Regions from separate parts of the Pan troglodytes genome. Here regions 2 and 3 are each linked to region 1. The links are chromatin contacts, called in public Hi-C and HiChIP or PLAC-seq maps. All regions are on one chromosome and are shown on one strand. The core of a region is the stretch at or near the end of the contact, and the rest is flanking DNA. Distances in the headings are between cores, read along the strand shown.

Region 1 (4,422 bases), core at 670-3,169:
TCTCTTCCACTCAACACAACTAAATGCAAAATAAATACAATAACAGCCAACCTTCAGTGAACACCCACTGCATGCCAGAACCTGCTTGGTATGTTACAAACACCCTCCTTATTAATTTCCCCAGTAACTCTATGGGGTAAATACTGTGATTATCCCCATTTTACAGAGGTGCGACTTGAGGTTAGAGTTCACTTATTCCCAGCCATACAGCTAGCAGTGGTGGAGCCTGGGTCACTTGCCTGGGTATGTGTGACCCCAAATACAGTGTTGCCAGCCATCATGGGATTAGAGGGACAGTGGCCATATTAGAGGGTCTTTTTTTTTTTTTTTTGAGATGGAGTTTCACTCTTGTCACCCAGGATGGAATGCAATTGCTCGATCTAGGCTTGCTGCAACCTCTGCCTTCTGTGTTCAAGCGATTCTCCTGCCTCAGCCTCCCAAGTAGCTGGGATTACAGGTGCCCGCCACCATGCCCAGCTAATTTTTGTATTTTTAGTAAAGATGGGGTTTTGCCATGTTGGCCAGGCTGGTCTTGAACTCCTGACCTCAGGTAATTTGCCCACCTCGGTCTCCCAAAGTGCTGGGATTACAGGCCACCGCGCCCAGCCTTCTAGAGGGTCATTTTTTGAATTTAATATAATTTCTTTTAAAAAAACAAACAAACAGTTGACTTATTCACAAATTTTGGTTCTAGCTATCTCACTCTCTGGTCTTAAGTCTTCTGGCACCTTGCTTCTCCTGGCCAGAGCTGGGCTCCACAGCTGATTCCAGGCACCTCTGCCGGCCTGACAGCTGGGCCCTGCCTGGGTGAGTCAGTTTCACCACGGGGAACACCAGCGTCTCATCCCAGGGACAGCAGGACATGGAAGAGGCTCACCTCTATTTATTGGGGTGTGATCTTAGCCAAGTCTGTACCATGTGCTGTTGAGAGGTTAAATGGGCGTGCACTGTGTAACGTGCCCAACAGAGGGCCTGGCACCAGGGGAGTGCTCAATCAACTGCATCTCTGGTGACAGTGGTTGCTGGCAGGGTTTCTGCTGTTTCCATGTTCCTGGCTCTGACGATGGAATTAGCTCTAAGGAGATTTAGGTGTGGGGGTCCCAGAGATAGGGCTTTCAGTCCCCCAGGCTGAAGACTGCTGAAGACTGCAGTGGAGCAGGCCCTCACTGCCCTGCCTCTCTGCTCTCCTCAGGGAGCAACGGGTGACACTCTTCTCCCCAGGGAAAGACAAGTGGCGGGCTAGAGGAAAGGGGGAGGCACTTACCAAACACCCGCCGGCGGTTCTTGCGCAGAATGCAAGCCAGGTACTCCTTGCCCTCGGCACTCTCGTGCCAGTTTGGGACAACCACTGAACCGGGCACGGGAGGTCTGGCCATGGCTGGGCACCGCGACGGGGTAGGGAGGTGACAGAATGCTGAGAGCAGGGAGTGGGAAGGGGAGTGACAGTACCAAGCCGGGCCTGTGATCCCTCTTAACTGCCCTCTGACTCTCCCGGGGGGCCCCAGAAAGTGCAGTCCCTCAGCCGCCTCTCTCCTCCGCAATGCTCCCTGGGGATAGTCATCCCATTACTGCCCATGGAGGGTATTCACACAGCCCCTCTCCCCTTGTCACCTCCGGGGGTCAGACAGCCCCGCTTCTCCTCTACCTTCTAGATCCCGACTCCCGGGGCTACCTAGCCCTCCCCGTCAGCAGTCCCGGCGGCGAACCGACCTGGGTGCCGAAGGCCCCTTTAAACGCCCACCGCACTCCCGCCGCCCCAGCCCGCGGGGCCCGCTTCCACTCCGCCTGCGTCCGCCTTCTGCGCGTGCTGGCAGCTCCGGCGCAGGTGCTCGCGGCGCATGTGCGGAGGTTGTTGCCATGGAGACGCCGGAGGTTGGGTTGGGCGGGTTCCGGGAGACGTTCGTCCCTCCTACAACGTCCGCAGCCTGCGCCGCGCGGTGGCTCTGGACTAGGCCTTTTCCTCTGGGTTGTGGATCCTCTTCTCTATGACTCCGTCCGATCCCTAGTCTTTCTTCCAAAACATCATGAACCCCCCCATCCAGGAGCCTTTCATGCTTCTCCGTGTCTCAGTTTCCTCTTCTATAACGTGGACGTAACATGTTATTCCCTCCATAGCAGTGCTCCATATGTTTAGTTATGATTGTTGCTATTATTAATATTATTGCTCTATTAATCCTGCTTGGCAGGACCTCTAGATGACTTAAACATCTCTGACTTCACTGATGGGGACACACACCAGCTCAGAGAGGTCAAGGGACTTGGCTCAAGTTTTAAAAAATGAGTCAGAGGCCCGCTGGATTGTATTTTTCATTCATTCATTCATTCAACAAATACTGAGCACCTAGCTGGGAATACAGTGGCCAACAAGAAGTCCCTGCTCTCCTGGAGCTGACTTTTCAGCTCTGAAACTCTGAGCTCCTCTCCACCGTTCCAGCACTGGACACCAGGCCTGTTACCCAGAAGGTGGGTGCTCAGTAAATGCCCACTGGTTGGAAAGAGTGCAGGTGGGTCATTACTGAGAGTTTGTCTATTACATTTAATTTTTACCATTATCTTTCCGCAATGCCTTCAAGTAGGGCAAATCACTGTTTTGAAAGGAATAATTTAGGAGTTAAGCTTTACCTAAGGCCACCCAAGTGCCAGACAGTGGGGACTTTACAGGGGTCACCTGATTTAATTCTATAAACAAACCTGTGTAAATAGTATTACCCTCTTGTACTGACGAAGACTCTCAGAAACATAACGTGACTTGTCTGAGGTCACACCGCACAGCTAGTCAGTGTGAAACCGACTCAGAACCCACAGCTGGCTGGGTGTGGTGGCTCACGCCTGTAATCCCAGCACTTTGGGAAGCTGAGGCGGGCAGATTGCTTAAGCTCAGGAGTTTGAGACCAACCTGGGCAACATAGTAAGACCCTGCCTCTACAAAAAAAAAAATACAAAAATTAGCCGGGCACAGTAGTGCACGCCTGTAGTCCCAGCTACTTGGAGGCTGAGATGGGAGGATTGCTTGAGCCCGGGAAATGGAGGTTGCAGTGAGCCGAGATCATGCCACTGCACTTCAGCCTGAGTGACAGAGCCAGGCCCTGTCAAAAAAAAAAAAAAAAAAAAAAAGAACCCACACTTACCTGACTCTAAAGTACTTATCTGTTCTGCCAGTTTGGGTTTTGTGTTTTTAAAACTTTGCCCCTAGCCACTAGGAGGGCTGTTCCTAGGGAAGCAGAAAGCAGCCAGAGGACCACGAACTCACAGATTTTTAAGGCCCATTATGTCTAAGAGAGGGGATGAGGATGTGTAAGACAAGGTGCTTTCTCTCAACTTGCTCACGCTGTGGCTAGGCAGAAAAACCAGATGAATAACCATTCCTACAGGATTCTGCAGGTGGAATCCTTTGCCCATACTCCCAGGTCACATGGTTCCCATTCCTGCAACTGTCACCACATCTGCCCAGTCAGGGAGATTCACAGCTGTCCAGAGCTCTCTCCATGGGCCAGGAGTGACTCAGTGGCAGGGCTCTGATCTGAATTATTTCTGGATTTCCAGACTTCACATCCATCCATCTTTGGCTCGTGGAGGGCTCAGTGAGCGTGTGAGAAAATGAAGCAACTTGGCAGAATGAACGTGCCTGTTAATCTGCAACCCAGAGAAGATGTGAAGTCCTCTTGGGGCCATGTGCGGTGGCTCACGCCTGTAATCTCAGCACTTTGGGAGGCTGAAGCTGGTGGACCACTTGAGGTCAGGAGTTTGAGACCAGCCTGGGTAACATGGCAAAACCTTATCCCTAAAAATATACAAAAAATGGCTGGGCGCGGTGGCTCACGCCTGTAATCCCAGCACTTTGGGAGGCTGAGGCGGGCGAATCACCCGAGGTCAGGAGTTCAAGACCAGCCTGGCCAACATGGTGAACCCTATCTCTACTAAAAATACAAAAATTATCTGGCTGTGATGGCAGGCGCCTGTAATCCCAGCTACTCTGGAGGCTGAGGCAGAAGAATCGCTTGAACCTGGGAGGTGGAGGTTGCAGTGAGCAGAATCATATCACTGCACTCCAGCCTGGGTGACAGAGCTGAATAAATAAACAAAATAAATTATGTATTCAGTGGAAGGCTGATCAAGGACTCAAAAGAATGCAATCTTTTGTCTCTTATCTGCTTTTTTTTTTTTTTGAGACAGAGTCTCACTCTGTCGCCCAGGCTGGAGTGCAGTGGCACAATCTCGGCTCACTGCAACCTCTGCCTCTGAGGTTCAAGTGATTCCCCTGCCTCAGCCTCCCAGGTAGCTGGGACTATAGGCATGCCCCACCATGTCCGGCTAATTTTTGTTGTTGTTGTATTTTAGTAGAGACGGGGTTTCACCATGTTGGCCAGGATGGTCTGGATCTCCTGACCTCATGATCCGCCCACCTCAGCCTTCCAAAGTGCT
Region 2 (4,422 bases), core at 1,157-3,656, 220 kb before region 1:
GCTGCCGTCCTCCCGCAGAGCCGAGGTCACCGACGTCGGGTCCACGTCCTCCGGCAGCTGGCACTTGTGAGCGAAGGTGTTCATGACGGTGCCGTCAGCCGCCAGCTGGGGAAGGGGTGACCTGTCAGGCAGGCTGCCCCGACCCCTGTCCTGCTTGTGACAAGCCAGAGCCCTCTTCTCCCCATTGTAACCCCAGCCAGGCCCCACATGCCGAGGGGCTCTGCCCTCAGGTGCCGAGGGGCTGCCCAGGGTGGCGATGGCCACAGGCCGAAGGCTCTGCAGGGACAGCGCAGGGGTGCTTCGCAGAGCTCCAGTAGCTCCAAGGAACAGGCCAGGGACATGGGGAAGAGGTGGGGCTTGGAGAGAGAGGTGGCTCTGTGGCAGTGGCTCTGAATCTGGGGCTCCTGGGGAACGTGGAGGTGACAGAGGAGAGCCGTGCCTTCCTGGATCCCCGGGCACATTGGGCATCTGCCCGCCAGGGCTGAGCGCCGGCCCCTCCCCCACAACTCAGCCAGCACATAGTGTCCAGGGGAGTTTGGGGCGGCTGAGTCACTGTTGGGGGTGGCAGGGCTGGCACGTGCTGCCTGCGGGTCTTGGTGCCCCCAGTCCATGGCATCCCTGGCAGGGATGCCCAGAAATCCACCCTTGAATGTGGAGGGGAAGAAGCCAGTCCTTGGGGGCTTAGGAGGAGGCTTGGGGCAGGTCCTCTCCTCCTGGCAGCCGTGGCTGTCCCTGGGCAACGCCCCTGTTCAGGCCTGGCCATACCCTCTCCAGGGTGGAGGCCCCAGTGCCTCCTGGAAGTTCGGACTCAGACACGCTAGAGACCCAGTGACCCTGAGACCTGTGGGCGGGCGCTGTGTGTGGTTTGGAGTGTGTGTGAGACCCGAAACTGCAGGGCCCCTGCCCAGCCTCGGGCCTAATTTAGGGGTCCCAAGATGGGGGATGGGTCTCCGGCTGTGGGAGGGAAGAGGGCTTGAGGTGTGTCACATGGAGAAACCCCTCCCCCCACTGCCCAGGTGAGTTCCCCACCTACCCGCATCCGCCCCCTATAGCTACCAGAGGAGCTGTCCTCACTCTGCCATCACCATCTCACACCTGTCACCTCCCACCCTCAAGCCCCACCCCCTCAGGCTCCCTCTGCCCACATCCCTCCATCCCTCTCCCATTCCCCGGAGGCTCCCTCAGCTGCTCAGGCCCTGGAAGAAAGGATCTGGGAACCTCGGTGCAAAGAGAGGCAGTGAGGGGGCCCCATGGCCATGGGTTGCAGGGACAAGGCCTTCAGTTAGCCCTGGGGGAGTTTGGGTGGGGAAGGGACACTGGCCAGGATCTGGGGTCCCAGGATGGTAAGGGGGAGTAGGAGACATTGGAGGCAGGAGCAGAATTTGGGATGCGGTGAGTAGGGGGTCGGGGGCTCACCTTCTCAGCCCGCACCTCGATGTGGTTGTTGGAGGTGGTGACAATGATGTCTTCAGGTGAGAAGTCTCTCACGTCCACCGCAAACTCATAGGCATCTCCGAGGGTCTTGATGTTGCCTGCCCCCCCGGGGCGGGCTGTGGGGTGGGCTGCTGTGAGCGAGGCATGGAGCAGGCCTTGCATGCAGATCCGGGGGTTCTGGCTCCTTCTCTTGGGGCAAGGGGCGGCTCCCCCAGGCCCTACCTCCCCCCCTGCTGTTTCTCCCTAAGCTCCTCCTCATTCCTACAGCCCACCTTTTCTGGGGTGGGGGTGGGGCCTCACCCAGCACAGTGTGTGTGTATATGAGGCTAGGTCTGTAACAACCCCACCCCAGGCCTGGAGCCTGGGGGCTGCCTCCCACCACTCACCCATCCAGCCCTCCAGGGCTCCAGCTGGGATTGGCTGTGGTTACAGAGCATGGGTGGCCATGGAACCATGTCCAACCCCCAGGGCCACAACTGTTCCTTAGAGGCCCACCTGTTTTCATGGCCACATCTGTCCCTGTGGCCACATCTGTCTTGGTGGCCACACATGGCTGCAGGCTGTGCAGCACCTGTTCCAGGCCGACCGGCAGCCACAGCGCCTTCGGTGGCGCCCTGGAGCAGACGTGCCCTCCCTGTGCGCCTCCCCTCCCCTCAGGGCCCGGATCACTTGCCTGGGAAGGCCAGGGGCTCCGAGTGGGGCCGCATGAAGCTGCCAAAGTCATCGGAAAACATGCTCAGGGCCTTCTCCATGGGCGGGTCCTGGGCCGGGAGGGCACGGGAGGCCGAGGAGGAGGTGGAAGAGGAGGAGGAAGAGGAGGAGGAATGGAAACTTCTCTCCGCTCGGAAGGTGGAAGAGGTTCTGTGGCTCATCCACGGACGGCGCCGGGCCCTGCCCAGGCGGGCGAGGGCTGGACAGGAGAGGGTGTGGGCGCAGGCCTCTGGGCGAGCGTGCCAGGCTCCGACTGCGGCCGCTTTATAAGGCCGACTGTCCCTGGGCTTGGGGCCAGCCCCTTGTCTACTAGCTAAATTTAGGCCTCTCCATGGCCCAGAGGGGGCTGGAAATCTTCTCCCGTGCGCCGGCCCTGCTGACAGCCCGACACGCAGGCCGAGAGGGCTGAGCTCACAGCCTGACATTCCAGGCCGATCACAGCAGCCCCAGGGGCCTCCTCACCACTGCACAGGGCTGGATCCTGTCTCCTTGCCACTCGGACCTCGGTGCCTGCCCCAGAACCTTGCAAGTTTGGGGTTTATTGTGTGTTTTGTTTCCCCTGTCAGCCTGGGGGCTCCTGAGGACTGTGCCTCCCCTCCAGACTCTGGTTCTCCTGCACGGCTGTACCTCCTCCATCAGTGTGCAGGCTCCTTGGGGACAGGGTAGGTGGAAGCACCACCGCTCTGTGACGTCAGGAGCTCCTTCCCTCAAGGCAGACAACCTTCACAGCCCATCTCTAAGGAAAGGTTGAGCCCTGCCAGGGGGTGTAGAATGTGCAGCTGTCCCCTGCCAGCCCCCATGGGGACCTGGATTCTGTGCCTGCACTCCCTCTGACTCTCAGAACATTTAGCAGCCCCAAGAGGACAAAGTTGGCAGCTTTCTCCTTAAAGGTCTAGAAGGTTATGTTCCCGGCAACTGTCTGCTCCATCTCTGTGTCAGAGGTGATGCCTGCGAGCGCCTTAGGTGGGATTTCAGTCAGAGGTAAAAGAGAATTCCGGAAGACAATTATTCTAGCCCTGAGTTCTGGAGTGCCTTCTGGGCATGGGCTCCTGGCTGCAAGCTGTCCAGCACGGCCCCGTTTGATCCCCACACAGCTGGGAGGGTGGAGGGGCTCTTCCCATGTTACGGACGGGGAAGCGAAGCCTCTTGGAAAGGGCGGGGCTCGCACTTGTGTAAGTGGCAGAGCTGGGATTCGAACCTAGATGTGTTGGACCCAAAGCCCTTCAGAGGCCGAGGTGGTTTGAACATGTGTCTGTGGAGACAGGCTGGCCCGGAAGAGCCAGAGAAGCCCCTCCCTACCCACCTGCTTGCTCAGCAAAGCCGGGACTGACCTTGCACTGGGCCAGGGTGGAGGCCATTCTGAGAGGCGGCCAGGCCCTCTGCTCTGCCCAGGTTGCAGTTCAGGGCCTCTGCTGTCCTCTCCAAATCCGTCCCTTCCGTCCCAGATCAGCTCCAATGCCTCCTCCCCCAGGGAGGCCTCTCTGACTGCTCCTGCTCACATGGGCCCACACCCAGTCCAGATGCCCCCAGCACTGACTGTCTTTGTCCTCCCACAGCACCTGGCAGTGTGACATAGTCTTCCTGTGTGCTGTGACTCTCTGCTGTGTCCCTTCTTCCCTATCCAACTGGCAGTTCCCACAGGGGTGAGGGTTCACCTGTCTCCCCATTAGATTGAAGGTTCTTGAAGACGGGCAGTTTCTCTTTTATCTGAGCCCCCTACAACCCGGTCTGGAGCTTCATCCTGGAGAGCTCCTTCTACAGGGGTATTAGCGGTGCTGGTGGTATGTGGAGTGGAAGCAGAGCAGGGCACAGGGCACAGCGGCAGGCCAGGCTGTTGCCTGGAGCAACAGGGCCTGTTGCCTCTGGCAGAGTTTCCTGCCCGTGTTGGGGCCTGTGACACCCAGCCTGGCTGAGGGGTTTCTAGGGCCGCTGGGAAGCCACCAGCACTGAGATGAGATGGAGAGAGGGTGGGGTGGGGTGGGGCGGGGTGGGGGGCCCAGAGCCTGCCGCTCGCCAGGGAAACAGGAGCCGGTGGCTAAATGCAGACACACTGTCATGGTGCTGAGGGCCTGAGTCACTGCCCCTGGATGTCAGATCCCGTTACCCACCCCCGCCCACCATTCCTCCTCCCCTTTTTCCCCCTTCCCGAGGCATCACCCACACAAATACTGGATCCTCTGGCTTCACTGACCCAGAGGGACCTCAAAAGGTCATCAAGGCCATTCTCCTGCCTCTACTTTCAGATCACAGAGACAGAAGGAGCTACAAAGATGATGC
Region 3 (4,422 bases), core at 515-3,014, 160 kb before region 1:
TGCCTGACATGGGGTGGCCAAGTGAAGGGGAAGGGACACGGCCACTGAGGAAACACTCAGATCCCCTCCACCTGGAGCTGGCCCCAGCCAGAGACTGCCTAGAACCTTTGGGGTTTCTGGAGCCTGGTGCTCCTAAAGAACCCTCAGCACTCCTCACTCTTCAAGCTTCCTTCCCCTCCCGCTAGGCTGCAGGCCTCCCGGACCAGGTGCTGTGCTGGGTTCCTTGCTGCTGGATGCCCAGCATGCACACGGTGCCTGGCACACGGCAGCTATCATGTTAATATCAGCTTAATGCATGGATAAGTAAAGGAACCCCACACAGCCTGACCCTGTACCTTCCCCTTCCCCAGCCGGGATTCCACCCCGATACCTCCCAGAGACATCCTGAGCCACTTACCTGAATGCCCACAGGAACTCCTGAGCAGAAGCCCTTCGAGTCCAGAGGATGGGGGAAGGTCACTGTGCTCCTTGCTCAATACCCCCAGGACAAGGTCCCCTCTATTCTGGGTAAGCTACTAGGGGTGATGGGTGTGGTGGTGGTCAGTGGGTTTGGCCTCAGCCTGCAGAGCCTGAACCAAGGCCAAAGCCACCCCCACTCCCAGTCACACCCCCCTGATCCCACTGTGGGGTGAACAGACCAAGGTGGGAGAAGGGCTCAGCCCAATCGCTTGTCTAAATGTTGCCCAACCGCCTGTTGGAAAGCTGGTGGTGATGGGTGGGGGTGGAGGTAGAGGTAGGGGGCTCCAAAGACCAAACTGCCCATCCCCCAATCTCTGTGCAAGACTGTGTGTCCCCTACTCACAGATAGAAGAGGCTGGGGCCTGCCCTGGGCCCCCAGGCAAGGGCAGGTCCCCTCCACCTCCTTGGGTACCACGTGGGGGAGAGTGGAGGGTGACAGGTCAGACACAGAGAGAAAGGCCCAGGGGTAACTGGGAACATCAGCTGTGCTCTGGCCCTTCTGTCCCCTGTCCAAGGATGGGGGTGGGGAGGAGGATTAGGGGGCAGGGGAACCTTCTTTATAACCTGTGCCCCACCATTAACCCTTTCCTGCCAACAGGGTTCAGGGGCTCTGCAGATGGGGGCACCCGGTAAGACGTGGGAAGGGGCTGTGGGGGTGAGCTGGTAAGACCTGTGTCTTGGGGAGGGGTGGGAAAGGGAGGGTCTGCTAGTTCTCCCGGTGCCCGCAGTTCCTCCGGGAAGCCAGGAAGAACCAGAGCCCCCTTCCCTCCCAGGCACCCGGCAGGGGGTGTGTGGCTGTAGGGATGAGAGCGCGGCACGGCACGGGACCCTGCTTCGTGTCACCTGCGGGGCTGCAAACTGGGGCGGGGATGCGGTGACCTCTGCACGTGCGCTCTCTGCGCTGCCCCCGCCCCCTACCGTCCCTAGCTCTGTCCCCCTCAGGACGCCGCGTCCCCGGGGGTGCGGCGGGGCCGTGAAGGGCGGGTCGCCAGCCCCATCCCCCAGGTCTCCGAGCGGCGAGGGGACTGCGCGGGTCCCCGGCACCCGATCCCCCCGCCCCCGGCCGGGCCCCCTCACCTCGCGACACGCAGGAGCCCATCACGGGGCCGCGGGGCCGGGCCGCTGCGCCCGGGGTGCGTGGGGCCGCGGGGCGTTCATGTCTCCGCGGGCCCGGGGCTGAGCGCTGCGGAGCCAGAGGACGCGCGGGGCGGGGGGCTCGGGCGCCCTCAGCTCGGCCTCAGCTCCAGCCTGGGTCGTCCCCGCTGCCGCCGCGCCCGGCTCGCCTCGCGCCGCCGCCTCCCGCGCCGCCGCCTCCCGCGCAGTGCCCGCCGCTGCCAGGGGAGGGCGACACCGCGGGGCGCGGCGGGCGGGGCCCGGGGGAGCGCAGCCGGGAGGCTTGGGCGCACCTGTGGCCGCAGAGCGCGGGAGGGCCATCTCTGTCCCTTCGGGGCTCCCCCACCTCCCGGGGTTGCCAGGGCTGAAGGTCAGGGAAGGGGACGGAGGGGGCGGGGAGACTCCTGGCATTTGGGGCACAAAGTAAACAACATGAATTTAACCACAACAACGACGACTGGGCACGAAGGCTTGGGAGCGAGGAGGGGTGCGCGCAAGAACAACAGGTTCATTGGGCCTATTTTGCAGAGGATGAAAGTGAGGCTCGCAGAAGTTAGAGGCCTTGCCTGAGAGCCCTAAGCTGTGAATTCAGCGACTTTTGACTGTCAGCGCCTCATTCAGAGCTATTGAAATTAACATATGCAAAATAATATATGCCCAGAGGTGGGGTAGAGAGAGTGCGGGTAGATAGTGCGCTGGTGGCCTGGCGGCGGGATGAAGGGTCTCCAGCGATGGTTGAAGAGGGGGGCAAGGCTGCCTCTCAGGGCTTGTCTAGGGCAGCGTAAACTGAGGCACGGGTTTTTTTCCCCAGCCCTGGACGGCCTCTGTAGTCATTCACACTCACTCGCACGTACCTACACACACACTCTCCCATGTGTACATACCCCTCATTCACACACTGATGGTCATACACACACATATATATGCACACTTGCATTTACATACACGCACACACACTCACATACCTACACATGAATACACAGTCTCCCATGTGTACATACCCACTCACACCCACACAATGGCAGTTATACACTCACATTGAAGCACGCTTGCATTTACACACACACACACACACACACATCCCAGCTCCTGAGGTGTGAAGATCCTTTAGCAAAATTTCCCATGCACATAGCACTCAATGTCAGTGTCTGAGACCCTCACTCACACATAGCATCTCGCTCTCTCCTTCATGCCCACCTGTGCATCAGGCAGGGCAGGCACTCTTGTGTCTGTTTTCCAGTTGAGGCAGCCAGGTTCACTGGTGGCAGCAGAGAAGTGTTTTGAAGAATGAATAAGGAGGGGCCAGGCGCGGTGGCCCACGCCTGTAATCCCAGCACTTTGGGAGGCCAAGGCAGGCAGATCACTTGAGGTCAGGAGTTCGAGACCAGCCTGGCCAACATGGTGAAACTCCGTCTCTACCAAAAATATAAAAAATTAGCTGGGTGTGGGCTTGGCAAAGTAGTTCATGCCTGTAATCACAGCACTTTGGGAGGCCGAGGTGGGCGGATCACCTGAGGTCAGGAGTTTGAGACCAGCCTAGCCAACATGGTGAAACCCCGTCTCTACTAAAAATACAAAAATTAGCCAGGCATGGTGGTGGTGGGCGCCTGTAATCCCAGCTACTCAGGAGGCTGAGGCAGGAGAGTTGCTTGAACCCAGGGTACAGTGAGCCAAGACCATGCCACTGCACTCCAGCCTGGGCTACAAGAGAGAAACTCCGTCTCAAAATAAATAAATAAATAAATAAATAAATAAAAAGCTAGGTGTGGTGGCACAAGCCTGTAATTCCAGCTACTCGGGAGGCTGAGGCAGGAGAATTGCTTGAACCCGGGAAAGTGGAGGTTGCAGTGAGCCGAAATCGTGCCACTACACTCCAGCCTGGGTGGCAGAGTGAGACTCTGTTTCAAAAAAAAAAAAAAGAATGAATAAGGTTTGAGGCAGCAGCGTGGGATAGGGCTGGAGGCCTCTCAAGGGGCAGGATCTGGGCCAGGGCGCACTGCCAGAGCAGCTGAGCCAGGGAGTGGGTGCTGACTTCTTTCTCTTTCTCTAAGCTAGGTGCTGTCTGCCAAGTAAAGTCCGGGTGGAGAGAGGTTCTGTGCCTGGCCCTGGTGTCAGCAGACCTGGGTGAATGAGGGCTTAGCTCACACAAGCTGTGCGACCTTGGGTAAGTTGCTTCGCCTCTCTGAGTCTCAGATTTTTCATCTGTTAACTTAGGGTAAAAATCTCACCTCGTGGGATTGCTGTGAGGGCTGATGAAATGAATATATGCAAAATGACTGGCACGTAGTAGGTACTCAACTTAGGACTAAAAATAAATAATAGTGATAGTGAACACAAACAGGTATGATGTGTTATTACTCCACCACAGCTTCCCAACAGCCACAGGGAAGTCTGAGAACTTCCGTTCAACAGATGCATATAAAGCACCTACTGTGTGCCAGTGTGAACAAGACAAATGTGCCAATCCTTGAGTCAGCGCTGTATTCATTCACAGTTGCTCAGAGCCCCCCAACTGTACCCTCCAGGTCTGGCCTTGGAGAGGGTGGCTCAGAAAGGACAGCCTGCTATCACCTTGGATGCCCTGGTGCCAGGTGTGTGCCTGCCCTTGTGTGGAGAAGGAAAGGCGGATCTGCCTGTGCCAGGCTCTGGGGTCCCGTCCTGTGTGGCCTGGGCTTGGAAAGGCAGTGGTGTCCTTCTCTTCTTCCTGTCACGGAGTGACTGGATCTGGCTTGGAAGGAGGGCTCTGACTCACTATGACGCAGGATGCTCCGTCATGGCAGCTGATGCTCCCTGCTGGCAGCCTGACAGCTTTGGGGGTAGATGGGACAGGGAGGACACTTGAGAAGACGA

What was found. Hi-C and Micro-C count contacts between places; a contact is called where the count stands out from the background. HiChIP or PLAC-seq counts read pairs in DNA pulled down with a chosen protein or histone mark.
Region 2: a Hi-C map of induced pluripotent stem cells shows a contact between it and region 1, with 1.8 times the contacts expected there. The contact joins the promoter of HSPB7 here to the promoter of CPLANE2 in region 1. A contact is called at or near these places in 2 of 7 Hi-C or Micro-C datasets (induced pluripotent stem cells and stem cell-derived neural progenitor cells).
Region 3: an H3K4me3 HiChIP or PLAC-seq map of stem cell-derived excitatory neurons shows a contact between it and region 1, with 10 times the contacts expected there. The contact joins the promoter of LOC107966262 here to the promoter of CPLANE2 in region 1. A contact is called at or near these places in 3 of 7 Hi-C or Micro-C datasets (blood, induced pluripotent stem cells and stem cell-derived neural progenitor cells) and 1 of 1 datasets of contacts at active chromatin or transcription factors (stem cell-derived excitatory neurons).

Annotation. Positions count from the first base shown.
Region 1 is chr1:214,967,701-214,972,122 of NHGRI_mPanTro3-v2.0_pri, reverse strand. CPLANE2 (ciliogenesis and planar polarity effector complex subunit 2) reads right to left here and starts at 1,919. Exons shown (of 5, transcript XM_001152853.7): 1 at 1,265-1,919. The coding sequence starts at 1,376. It overlaps LOC129136525 (a long non-coding RNA gene), which reads left to right and starts at 1,898. Exons shown (of 2, transcript XR_008538272.1): 1 at 1,898-2,463; 2 at 3,544-4,422.
Region 2 is chr1:215,185,086-215,189,507 of NHGRI_mPanTro3-v2.0_pri, reverse strand. It overlaps HSPB7 (heat shock protein family B (small) member 7), which reads right to left and starts at 2,406. Exons shown (of 3, transcript XM_009449005.5): 1 at 2,108-2,406; 2 at 1,417-1,562; 3 at 1-105. The coding sequence starts at 2,306.
Region 3 is chr1:215,128,994-215,133,415 of NHGRI_mPanTro3-v2.0_pri, reverse strand. It overlaps LOC107966262 (family with sequence similarity 131 member C), which reads right to left and starts at 1,764. Exons shown (of 7, transcript XM_024356597.2): 1 at 1,537-1,764. The coding sequence starts at 1,558.